Linked DNA regions of Zea mays: all the other regions are linked to region 1. A link is a contact called in public Hi-C data. All regions are on one chromosome and are shown on one strand. The core of a region is the stretch at or near the end of the contact, and the rest is flanking DNA. Distances in the headings are between cores, read along the strand shown. Region 1 holds the start of LOC103644146 (nuclear pore complex protein NUP1-like). Region 2 has its middle 7.8 kb from the start of LOC100275635. Region 3 holds the start of LOC100284409 (syntaxin 121). Region 4 holds the start of LOC100284036 (calmodulin binding protein).

What was found. A called contact is a pair of places that touch in the nucleus more often than the background predicts.
Region 2: a Hi-C map of leaf shows a contact between it and region 1, with 2.3 times the contacts expected there. The contact joins the enhancer-like site here to the promoter of LOC103644146 in region 1. A contact is called at or near these places in 4 of 25 Hi-C or Micro-C datasets (all in leaf).
Region 3: a Hi-C map of ear shows a contact between it and region 1, with 2.0 times the contacts expected there. The contact joins the promoter of LOC100284409 here to the promoter of LOC103644146 in region 1. A contact is called at or near these places in 3 of 25 Hi-C or Micro-C datasets (ear, leaf and tassel).
Region 4: a contact with region 1 is called in a Hi-C map of ear, with 2.1 times the contacts expected there. The contact joins the promoter of LOC100284036 here to the promoter of LOC103644146 in region 1. A contact is called at or near these places in 2 of 25 Hi-C or Micro-C datasets (ear and tassel).

What each region holds. Positions count from the first base shown.
Region 1 is chr1:292,755,100-292,757,682 of Zm-B73-REFERENCE-NAM-5.0, forward strand. It overlaps LOC103644146 (nuclear pore complex protein NUP1-like), which reads left to right and starts at 1,286. Exons shown (of 16, transcript XM_008667343.4): 1 at 1,286-1,724; 2 at 2,246-2,292; 3 at 2,385-2,527. The coding sequence starts at 1,406.
Region 2 is chr1:293,007,113-293,009,695 of Zm-B73-REFERENCE-NAM-5.0, forward strand. No RefSeq gene overlaps it. Among protein-coding and RNA genes, the nearest start is that of LOC100275635, 7.8 kb to the right of the region's middle. Within about 2 kb of position 1,274, at least 18 of the 20 cell types and tissues checked have an H3K27ac peak or open chromatin away from gene starts, as enhancers often do. A contact at or near this core is called in leaf, where this site is marked.
Region 3 is chr1:292,574,402-292,576,984 of Zm-B73-REFERENCE-NAM-5.0, forward strand. It overlaps LOC100284409 (syntaxin 121), which reads left to right and starts at 1,275. Exons shown (of 1, transcript NM_001157304.2): 1 at 1,275-2,583. The coding sequence starts at 1,594. The coding sequence ends at 2,514. It overlaps LOC103644142 (trafficking protein particle complex subunit 8), which reads left to right. Exons shown (of 29, transcript XM_008667340.4): 29 at 1-440.
Region 4 is chr1:292,606,237-292,608,819 of Zm-B73-REFERENCE-NAM-5.0, forward strand. LOC100284036 (calmodulin binding protein) reads right to left here and starts at 1,276. Exons shown (of 7, transcript NM_001412716.1): 1 at 864-1,276; 2 at 612-733; 3 at 1-5. The coding sequence starts at 713.

The DNA.
Region 1 (2,583 bases), core at 36-2,535:
TGAATAGGTACGACAAAAAGATATTTATATAGTTTTAGTGTGGTATATGGAGATAGTATAGAGGGAAAGGCTCTAGATGATAGAGATATAGGGGGAGAGGTTGCTGAGGTGGCACAGTAGTGAGATATAGATGAAAAAATAGAAATCGAAATAAATGGACATCACCTTTTGGTACTTGCTGCTATTCCCCTCGATGCTTCTTGGCTGAATGGTAAAACTTGAAAGTACAATCGAAATATATGGACTTTATCTAGATGTCTATTTATCCATCTCAGCCCATGTCCATATATGTTAAAGATTAGTGTAGAATTTTTAGACCCTATTTGTTTCTTCCAGAATTATATAATCCAGCTTATGAATTATATAAACATCTATTGACTTGCTTATGAATCATTATAATCTAGATATCTAGATTACATAATCCACCTAATAATTTGTATTATTTGTTTACCTCTCAAATTATTTAAGTTGGATTATATAATCTAGATGGTAAACAGATAGTGCCTTAACCTAAGAAGTAAGGTTAATATATGGGCATCTAAACTAAACACTAGTTTTTCTTAAAACAGAAAAAGTAGTTCATAAGCATTGAAATATTTCTTGGGGGAGGGAGGAAAAGGAGATCGGGGTGCAAGATATACTTTGAGAATGGTATACTCCTAGTACAATTTAGAACTTGGAAGGGTAGCACATGCTTTGAACTAACATGGAGGAGGATTGAACGTTGTTTTTCACACAGCAATTTTCTTTACCTTGAGCTTTTAGAGGGAAACATATTGACTTCATTTGTTTTTTTTTCAGAAGTTATACTGACTCGACAAGTTCTGTGTTTTTTGGCGGCCACATGTATGTTATTATGTACATCTAAAATTCTGAGCTAAAGGTGCAAGCAAATTAGATACATTTGATTGAGTAATTTTATTAATTTAAATTAAGCACATGTTCCCACAGCATTATTTTATTCTACAAACCTAACCTTCGCTCCATAAATCTGGATGTTCAAAAACCCGCAGAACTGCGAGTGCCAGATAAAATATGATACTGATAACGGCAAAGAAGCACCCAGGCCATATCCGGCGCCAAAAAGAAAGGCTGTTCAAAATTTCGAACCATCCTTTTGCATTAACGGCTCTAATCGTGTTCAAACGACCAAATCTGAACTTTAATGGGCTGCACGGGAAGCGACAGTGCGACACACGGGAGCCCAATGCCCACGCCCCGCGCACGCCAACACGCCAGAGCACCGAAATAGAGACAGGAGAGGCTGCGCAGCAGCACACAGGCCTCGCGACGCGACTCGCGGGACGGAAGCCCTAGTTTTTTTCCTTGCGTTATTCCACCCCCTTCCTTCCTACCCCGCGCCTCCGCCCCATCCTCCACCCTGCGCCCCCGCCTCCGCCGCGCCATGTACCCAAGCCCGTACGACGGTTCCGGCGCCGGAGGAAAGATCCGGCGCCGCCCGCACCTCCGCGCCGCCTCCACGCCCTACGAACGGCCCCCCGCCGCCGCGGCGGCGCACCGCCTCGCGGCCGCTGCTGCAGCGGCTTCCGCATCCTCGGAGCCCGGCGGGGAGCGCGGCGGCGGGGGCGGTGGCTGGGTGTCCCGGCTGGTGGACCCGGCCTCCCGCCTCATCGCGGGTGGCGCCGCGCGCCTCTTCGGCTCGGTGTTCCGCAAGCGCCTCGCCCCGCCGCCGGCCCCTTCTCCGCCGCTGTCGTCGCCTCCTGGTGAGCATGAGATTCATCTGTGCTCCCCTCCGCTACCTGAGATCGGCGTCCGCAACAACCGTCCGTGATTTTTATTGGGACTAGGGTTTCGGACTTCCCGAGCATGCTAGGGTTTACCTGCACCTACGTAAGGTTTTGGGTGATTTTGGCTGTGGATGATTTATTGGCGATACATAGAGTTGAGCTCGTGATGAAGCTGATGTGTTTTGCCGTGGTAACTCACATGAACTTTCCTGCAGAAACGGAAAGCTTTAAAACCGTGGTTTGCAGTTATGTATAAAAGGAAACATATCACAATGATTGATTGGTGTATGATAGAGTCAATTTTAGCGCTCAAGCGGTGTCTAACCAATTGGATCCTTATGTTTTTATTGGTGGATGCGAAATAAAAGAGCTCTCTTACTCTCCGCATCCTTTCTTATGGTTGGCTCTTACTTCCTAATAGCGATTGTGTAATAATTGCATATAAATAAACTAATAAATTACATTGTTGCTGGTCTGATCACAGTTTTTTCTTGCAGGACGAAACAATGAGCCAAAACAGGGCTTACCTGATTCAACACATGTTGTAAGTAGCAACTGACAGTTTTCCAGTTAAACAGAACACGCTATATATTATGTTTAGTGAGCCTGTATTCTATTTGGTTGACCGTTGTTCAGACCAGAACATTTCAAAACTCAATGCAGGATTCACTTCCAATCCCAGAGGGTGGAATGGAGAAAGGGAAGAGCATAGTTGACACATCAGATGTCAAAGCAATGTCTGAAGTAGAGCACTTGTTAATGCGAAAGACATTTACTAAGTATGTAGCTGCATAATTACTATTCTTCAATTTATTGTGTTTGATTTGCTATATTT
Region 2 (2,583 bases), core at 24-2,523, 250 kb after region 1:
AGTGTAATAGCGCATCTGGTGGTGCAACGGCCAGGGGTACTACCTCGCTGATGAGCCCGGGGTGCACTTCGTTTGGCAGCCCAACCAAGAGTCATTGGTACTCGTCATGTCGCGTGCGTTCGACGACTAATATATCGAGGATTGTGGCGTCATCTTGGCGCCGAAGGTGACACAGAGGAGGATCGACAACAGTGGCCAGTTCGTCATCCTCGCCACCGTCAGAGTAGCTTTTGTGCCGGCTTGCCTTTAATTCTCTTCGCAAACACATACACACTTACCTTTTTGTTTAAGCAAGAGCATATGGTGGTACGTGTCTGATGACTAACGATGTACGAGGGAATTTTTCCGGCATGTGTGGAATGTGCTCTCCAATGATGAGACCATACAAATCGTGGCATATCGAAGTCTGCATGATACTGATGGTTGCAATGTAGTGGTGAAATAACTAGATTAAAATAACAAAATTTATGTATGGCTAGGATCACAAATTGATTATGAAACATTTTCTCATAACAATATAACACACATTTTGTATATAAGTTATCGTAGTATACTGACATTATATATTCCCGTTGCAACGCACGGGCATTCAGCTAGTAAAAGTTATAAGAAGTTAAAAACCTGTAGAAAGTGTATGTTTTTTATGTAGTGAGTAGTCAAAAACAAGAAGCTATATTATGTTTGGTGAATGAAAAAAAAATCAAGGTCATGTTTAAATAAGCTAGAACTTAATAGTTAGCTGGCTAAAAAAGTAATATTAAAATTACCTAGCTAATAAATACTTAGCTACTATTATCTGTTTACTAAAAATAGATAATAACTAAATTTTGGTTCCGCTCTTTGGATGTCTACCGTTAATTTTAGAAGCTAATAACTATTAGATCTAGTGTATTTAACGTACTGAAAACAAAACGCTACTAGTATCTATGGATTAACTTTAATCTGAATTGGCTTCTACTGTTTTTGTCTGCAGTCGGTCTTAATCGAAGCGAACAGCAGTGGACGCACCCCGCACTAGGCGCGCCGGCGGCCGGCCGCGCAGGGAAAAGACTAGCAACGCAACGGCTAACCACTTCTTACCTACCACCTTGACCAGAGACATCTTCCGAATGGAGCTTCTGACTTTTTCATCCACGAGAACTGAAGCACGGTACATGTCAACTGCATGCCACCTGCCGTACTTGACCGGCGACTTTGGAGTTTGGACATGTATGCACACAGGCAGCCTCACACTGTCACACATCGCAACCGCCACTTGCTCGCGTGACTCTCTCTCTCCCTATAAAGCCGCCGCGCCCGCGCGTTGCACTGCACCGCTCCGTACTCCGTAGAGCACACGTCGCCAGCGGACCGAGCAAAGCACGTACGCAGCGCCAGTTGGTCGAGAAGCTTGGTGCAGCTGCCATGACCATGACCGTGGCCGCCATGCCTTCCTCCGAGGCGTCGTCGTCTCCTTCCAAGCGAGCTGCTCCTGCTACCGGCCTCCGAGGGCCGCGGCCGCTGCCGCTGAAGGTGTCGTCGTCGTCGTCGTCGCGGGGCTCCTCGCCGGCGCCGACGACGGCGTCCACTACCACCACCAAGAAGCCGGTGATCGTGTACGAACACACGCCCAAGGTCATCCACGCCAGGCCGCAGGAGTTCATGACCGTCGTGCAGCGGCTCACCGGCAAGCCCCCTGCCACGACGACGACGTCGTCCTCGTCCTTGCCGACGATCTCGCCCGCGACGGCCGAGGAGGGCGGCGCCGGCGACCCTCTCCTGCTCACGCTCGGCCAGCGCCGGGCCGCGCCGGCGCCACCAACGACGGCGACGACGACGCAGCTGTCGTCCCCCATGACCGCCGGGACGCTGCTGTCCCCGGGCATCATCTTCTCCCCCAACACCATGCAGACCATCCAGGAGCTCAGCCCCTTGTTCTAATTCTAATCAAGCTATTTAGTACTGTAATGTTTTTATACATAGGCTGAGTGTACAAGAATTTTCAGTTTTTTTTTCGCGCTGTTCGTGCAAAATTTCCACTTGCATGCACACAGGGTGGGTAAATTTCTCACGCACAGCGCGGTTTGCTTGCCTTGTTGCTACTTGCTGCTGTGCATGCCATGACGTCACGCAGCAGCAATGGTAAATTTCTTGTTTCCACGAGAGTTAACCATCATGACTCTCTCGCCGTCTCATTAAGTATTTTTAGCTTTGACTAAATATGCATATAAATATATTAATATTTATAGCATAGAGTTAGTATCTTCAGGTATATTTTTAATATTTTGTTTGAATGTATAAATATTGTTGATATTTTATAAATTTAGTTAAATTTGAAAAAAAATGTTGACTGAGACTTATTTTAGAATGGACGAAGGAGTTCAGATGCCAGATGACCGGTATACACAAGAGCATATATACTTTCACTGTTCTAAAAATGTAACTATAGTTATAGATATCAAATAAATACTGTTAGATTAATTATAAAATATATTTTTATAATAAATTTATTTCAAGTTATAAATATAAATATTATTCACTAGCAATTTAATCAAATATGAACTATTTTAATCGCCACATAACCTATAATTATTATTATTTTAG
Region 3 (2,583 bases), core at 25-2,524, 180 kb before region 1:
CTGAATATACTTGGATACGCTCATGGTTCTGCTTCGGTACCGATATATTTACACGTCATTTTGAAGGATGAGTTCTGGTGAGTACATGTATACAATTGTCGCTGGGAACAAAAACTAACGGTAATTGCTGGTGGATTTTTGGCAGACAGAATATACCGATAGAAGTTTTGCTTGTCTAATTGTTGATGGTGGCTAGTAGGAGCATATACTATTCCTGTACATCCTGTTTAACTTGTCGCTGCTAGACGATTTCGCAAATGTAGTATGTAGTGGTAGATGGATCCGATAAATTTTCTGTAATTTTGACGAGGTAATCAGGCAATCGTCTCGAGATTGTTGTTGTATGGGCGACAGTATTTTTTCATTGTTTGTACAATCCTTTTAAAAATCATCGTCTGGCCTTGAGCCTTTATGCCATATGGGTATATGTTGATTCCCCTTTTCAGTTCCTCGTATCGACGTCCAGCTGTCCACATCAGGTGCAAGTGTCTGAGGGGTGCTGTTATTTTTGATATTTTCTTTTCTTTCTGATCGTGATGTCGTCTTTTGGAGATCGTAATCACTACGGAATTGCTATGATATTTTGTGTGATGACGTTGTTTTTGGGAGATCATAATCAATACGGAATTGCTGTGGTGACTTCGAAGAGCTAGTGTATCATGTCGCCCCTTTTGCCTCTGATACGAACACATTTGCACTTCTGTAGGGTGCAGTTGTTTTCGGATATCATAACCACTATGTGACTGCTATGATACTCTGTGTGATGACTCTGAATAACATACCATGTGGGTTCTTTTGATACTAGCCAGATGCACGACGGGCTGACGAGCACGGCGCCTTCTGCTCGATCCAGTGCATGCGCCGGCCCGGCCATTTGGCCAGTACCTTCGCCGAGAACTCCTTGATCCTTGTGTGACGCTGACGCAGCATGTCAGCATGTGGTGTAGTACTTGTACTTCTAACTTCTAAGAGATACTCAAGCGACAGTACGACACTATGCTACAGGGTACCGTATCGCCCTTTTCTCTCTTGTCTCGGTGTTACGAGACAGACAAGTGGATCTGTAGCTGTGCAGTTGGGTTGATCGGGTCAGATCAGCCGGTCAGCATGGATCGGATAGTGCCGGGTGGTTGGTAGTTACGGCTCGTTGGATTTCCAGCGAGGCGACCCGGCGAAAGACCTGGACCCGCGCGCCGAATCCCACCACCCATCGCGTCCCCAAGAACCCTCGCTCGTACGTGTCCGTGCCCCCCTCTGCCCTCTCCTTCGTCCCACCTTCCTCCCGCGTTGCCATTTCAGAGCAAGGTGGCGCGCGCCGCCTCCTCATCACACGGTCTCCTCGCCCGCCACGGCGTCACATCACATGGATGCCTCGGCACGGCCGACTCCTTCAACTCCGCGTCCGTCGTCTTGTTCCATCTCGCATGATTGATTGAATCTCCACGCCCCCCTTGTCCAACTACCCCTCCCACTATTTCATTTCATTTCATCCCCCCGATCCAAGAAACCGGCCACCGGGCCGGAGCGAACCCTTAGAAGCGACCTTGGCCCGTGAGGAAGCCAATCAGCCAGAGACAGAACAATCCATCCACCATGAACAGCCTGTTCTCGAGCTCATGGAAGCGCGACGGCGGGGACATCGAGTCCGGCGGCGTGGAGATGTCTGCGCCGCCGGGCGCCGCGGCGGGCGCGAGCCTGGACAGGTTCTTCGAGGACGTGGAGTCCATCAAGGACGAGCTCCGCGACCTGGAGCGCATCCAGCGGTCGCTCCACGACGCCAACGAGGGGGGAAAGTCGATGCACGACGCGGCGGCCGTGCGCGGCCTCCGCGCGCGGATGGACGCGGACGTGGCCGCGGCGATCAAGAAGGCCAAGGTGGTGAAGCTGCGCCTCGAGTCGCTGGACCGCGCCAACGCCGCCAACCGGTCCGTGCCCGGGTGCGGGCCGGGCTCCTCCACCGACCGCACCCGGACGTCCGTCGTGGCCGGGCTGCGCAAGAAGCTCCGGGACTCGATGGAGTCCTTCTCGTCGCTGCGGTCCCGCGTCGCGGCCGAGTACCGGGACACGGTGGCGCGGCGGTACTTCACGGTCACGGGGGCGCAGCCCGACGAGGCGACCCTGGACGCGCTGGCGGAGTCCGGGGAAGGGGAGCGGTTCCTGCAGCGCGCCATCGCGGAGCAGGGCCAGGGGCGCGGGGAGGTGCTGGGCGTGGTGGCGGAGATCCAGGAGCGGCACGGCGCCGTGGCGGGGCTGGAGCGCAGCCTGCTGGAGCTGCAGCAGGTGTTCAACGACATGGCCGTGCTGGTGGCCGCGCAGGGGGAGCAGCTGGACGACATCGAGGGCAACGTCGGCCGCGCCAGGTCCTTCGTCGACCGCGGACGCGAGCAGCTGCAGGTGGCGCGGAAGCACCAGAAGAGCACCCGCAAGTGGACCTGCATCGCCATCCTCATCCTCCTCGTCATCATCCTCGTCATCGTCCTCCCCATCGTGCTCAAGGGCGTCAATAAGAACTAGGCCGCCTGGCCTGCGTAATTCGTTCTAGTTTTTTTTTTTCGTGGCCTTTGTATCATACATACGGTTCGT
Region 4 (2,583 bases), core at 26-2,525, 150 kb before region 1:
TGAATCTGAAAATGAAACTGGTCGGCGACATCGGTTTTCTGCAGTTTCTCCAGTTGGCAACTCGTAAGCAAAACAATGTATATTCTGAGTCTGAGGGAAGTGGCACAAAAATATGTTCTCCATGTGTATATCAGAAGGCAAGGTTTGGCCATACTAAGCTATACATATCCATCAGTTAATTTAAAGCTCTTGTGATTGCATAACCACCAAGATTTTTTGTTCTCATAGTTCAAGAAGTGCCAATGAAGTCAAGTACTTAAGTAAGCTTTGAACAAAGCAGGTAACAAATTACTCAACAATATGCTCTCCTCAGTAAAAAAAAATTAAAATTAATTCAACCAGTGCACAAGGAATTACCGACTGCAATCCCGATTCAGTCAAGGATGGATAACTAACATTGATCAGTACAGACCTTCCCAGGATATGATCAAGAAGCCTGATTAAATAGTTCATTCTTTTGGTGGTGTGGATTGACTCGGGTATGAAAAATGATTCTTGCATAATCCACATAGGTCCAGGCAATAAGCGAAATGAATGCACCAACCACCAATTTAAGAACAAGATACGCCAGAACTGGATAATGATTGGAAGAAACTCGGCGCGGCGCGTACCATTCGACCAACATCTGCATCATCCTTTCGCCGCTGCTGCTGCTGCCGCCCCACCTTCCTCAACCCAACTAACGACTTGAGCCACCTCGCCGAGATGCCCATCGCGCCGCCACTCCGCCCGCCTCAACCACAGTAACATAAAGACGCAAACTTTCCGGTTTCCGTTAGCACCGGCACAAAACTGCAGCACAATCACACAGGACGGAGGGGGGAGTGAAACAAAAAAAAAAAACACCGTGAAAAGCGCATCACCAGATCAACGCCGGCCGAGAGACGGGGTCGCCTTGCCGGACAGTAGCGGCGCCGCTTGGCAAAGATTCCGGGAGCAGGGGGCAGACGTGGTGCCCGATCCGGAGGCCGGAGTAGGCGTGTTGAAGGAACCAAGAAAAGGTGGCCTCGGTGTAGCGCTAGTGCACACCGTGGTGGAAGTGGAACCAGGCGGCCATTACTGCCGCAGCAGTGACGCCGCTGTGCTCCTCTGCGTGCGCATTATTGCGCTCGCTGCCTCCTGCGTGGTGTGTCGCGGCGCGGCGTGGCAACACTTGCAACTGCACGGAAGGGAACGAGAAAGGACGGGCGCTTTTCTCGCGTTTTCACTTTCTGCACCGCATGTCGGAGTCCCTTTTGTTGCCGTTTTCCCCTTCATCCTGTGGAATTTCAGGCGCCCTTTTTGCTGGGCTCCAAGAACCGGGACAAAATCACGCTGGGTTCAGCGAGTCGTGCACACCGTCAACTGAAAGCAGCCTCATTGCTGCGATTTTTTTATTTTTTGCGAGTGGTTTTCTTCTGAGACCATGGGAGGATCACGTGCGTTAGGCCAGTTTTTACCTTGCTTTTTAGCCCAGGAACGGTAGTATCATCTATCCAAATAAAATTCATCCAGTGTAATAAACATTTAGGATTGTTTCTGAATTGTTAGTTCCAGTTAAGGACCTACAGTGTTCTCTGTCACTGATGATTGAGCGCGCTCATAGACCGGATGAAAAATGTGGTTCGTCTCGAGATTCCGCTTAGGAAATCGTATGATAATTATTAGTAACGTGCTATCAGCTACCAGAGTACCACTACCAGTACTACTACCACTGCTCTGCTGCTGCCAATGAACAGCGAACAATGAACAGTAACCGGTCAGTCGGCTACTGATCAGAAAACGACATATACTCTTCTTCTCGGAAACAGGCGGCGAGCGCCATGCTGCCATGTTACCTGTCTTTGTTAGTCCACGACTGGTACGCCCGTTATCATTCAGTGGTCTATATATATCAAAGTCTCGTTGGACGGCACAATTTGGATAGGTTGCCGGATTCAAATTCAGATGCTTGTCTTTCTTTTGAATTAACGGCGAGTGCTTCGCCATAATATATATTACACGATAGAAACTAGAAAGAGAAACTTACAAGCGGAATAAAAACAAAAACTCTAGTGCAGAACCTACCAAAGAAGTAGAAAAACAGCCCAGAAAGCTCAAGGTTAGTCGGTGGTTTGCTGCATGGCCAGGCTAAACTGTGGGTTGTTATCTCTGATCAGTTGGGCTACTTTCGACGGTTGCAGCTCCTGTTGTTGAAAGGTTATCTGATTCCCCTTCCAAATATTCCACCAGATATAAACTAAAATTCCATCAGGAGAGGTTTTGTGAGGTCATGCGAATTCCCTTATGCCAAGTTCTCTAGTATTTATAGGTACAGCCATCTTCCGTGTTTATGTGTGAAAGGTTGAACCGTCTTCTAATCATGTGTCATAATTCTTCAGGGAAAGACTGGAAAGTACAGTCTTTGCACAGGTGCATTGGGTTCTTACTTCTTTGTCTGTCTCCAAGGTTCCCTGTAAAGTCTTGACTAACCGTAATAATTGGGCGAATAGGTCTTTAACAGTTTCTTATAAAGAGTTTGCATATAGGGATACTATACTCCCCCTATATTTTAATTACGTCAATTCATTACTGTATTAATTCTGTTTAAGCCATCTAGCGTGA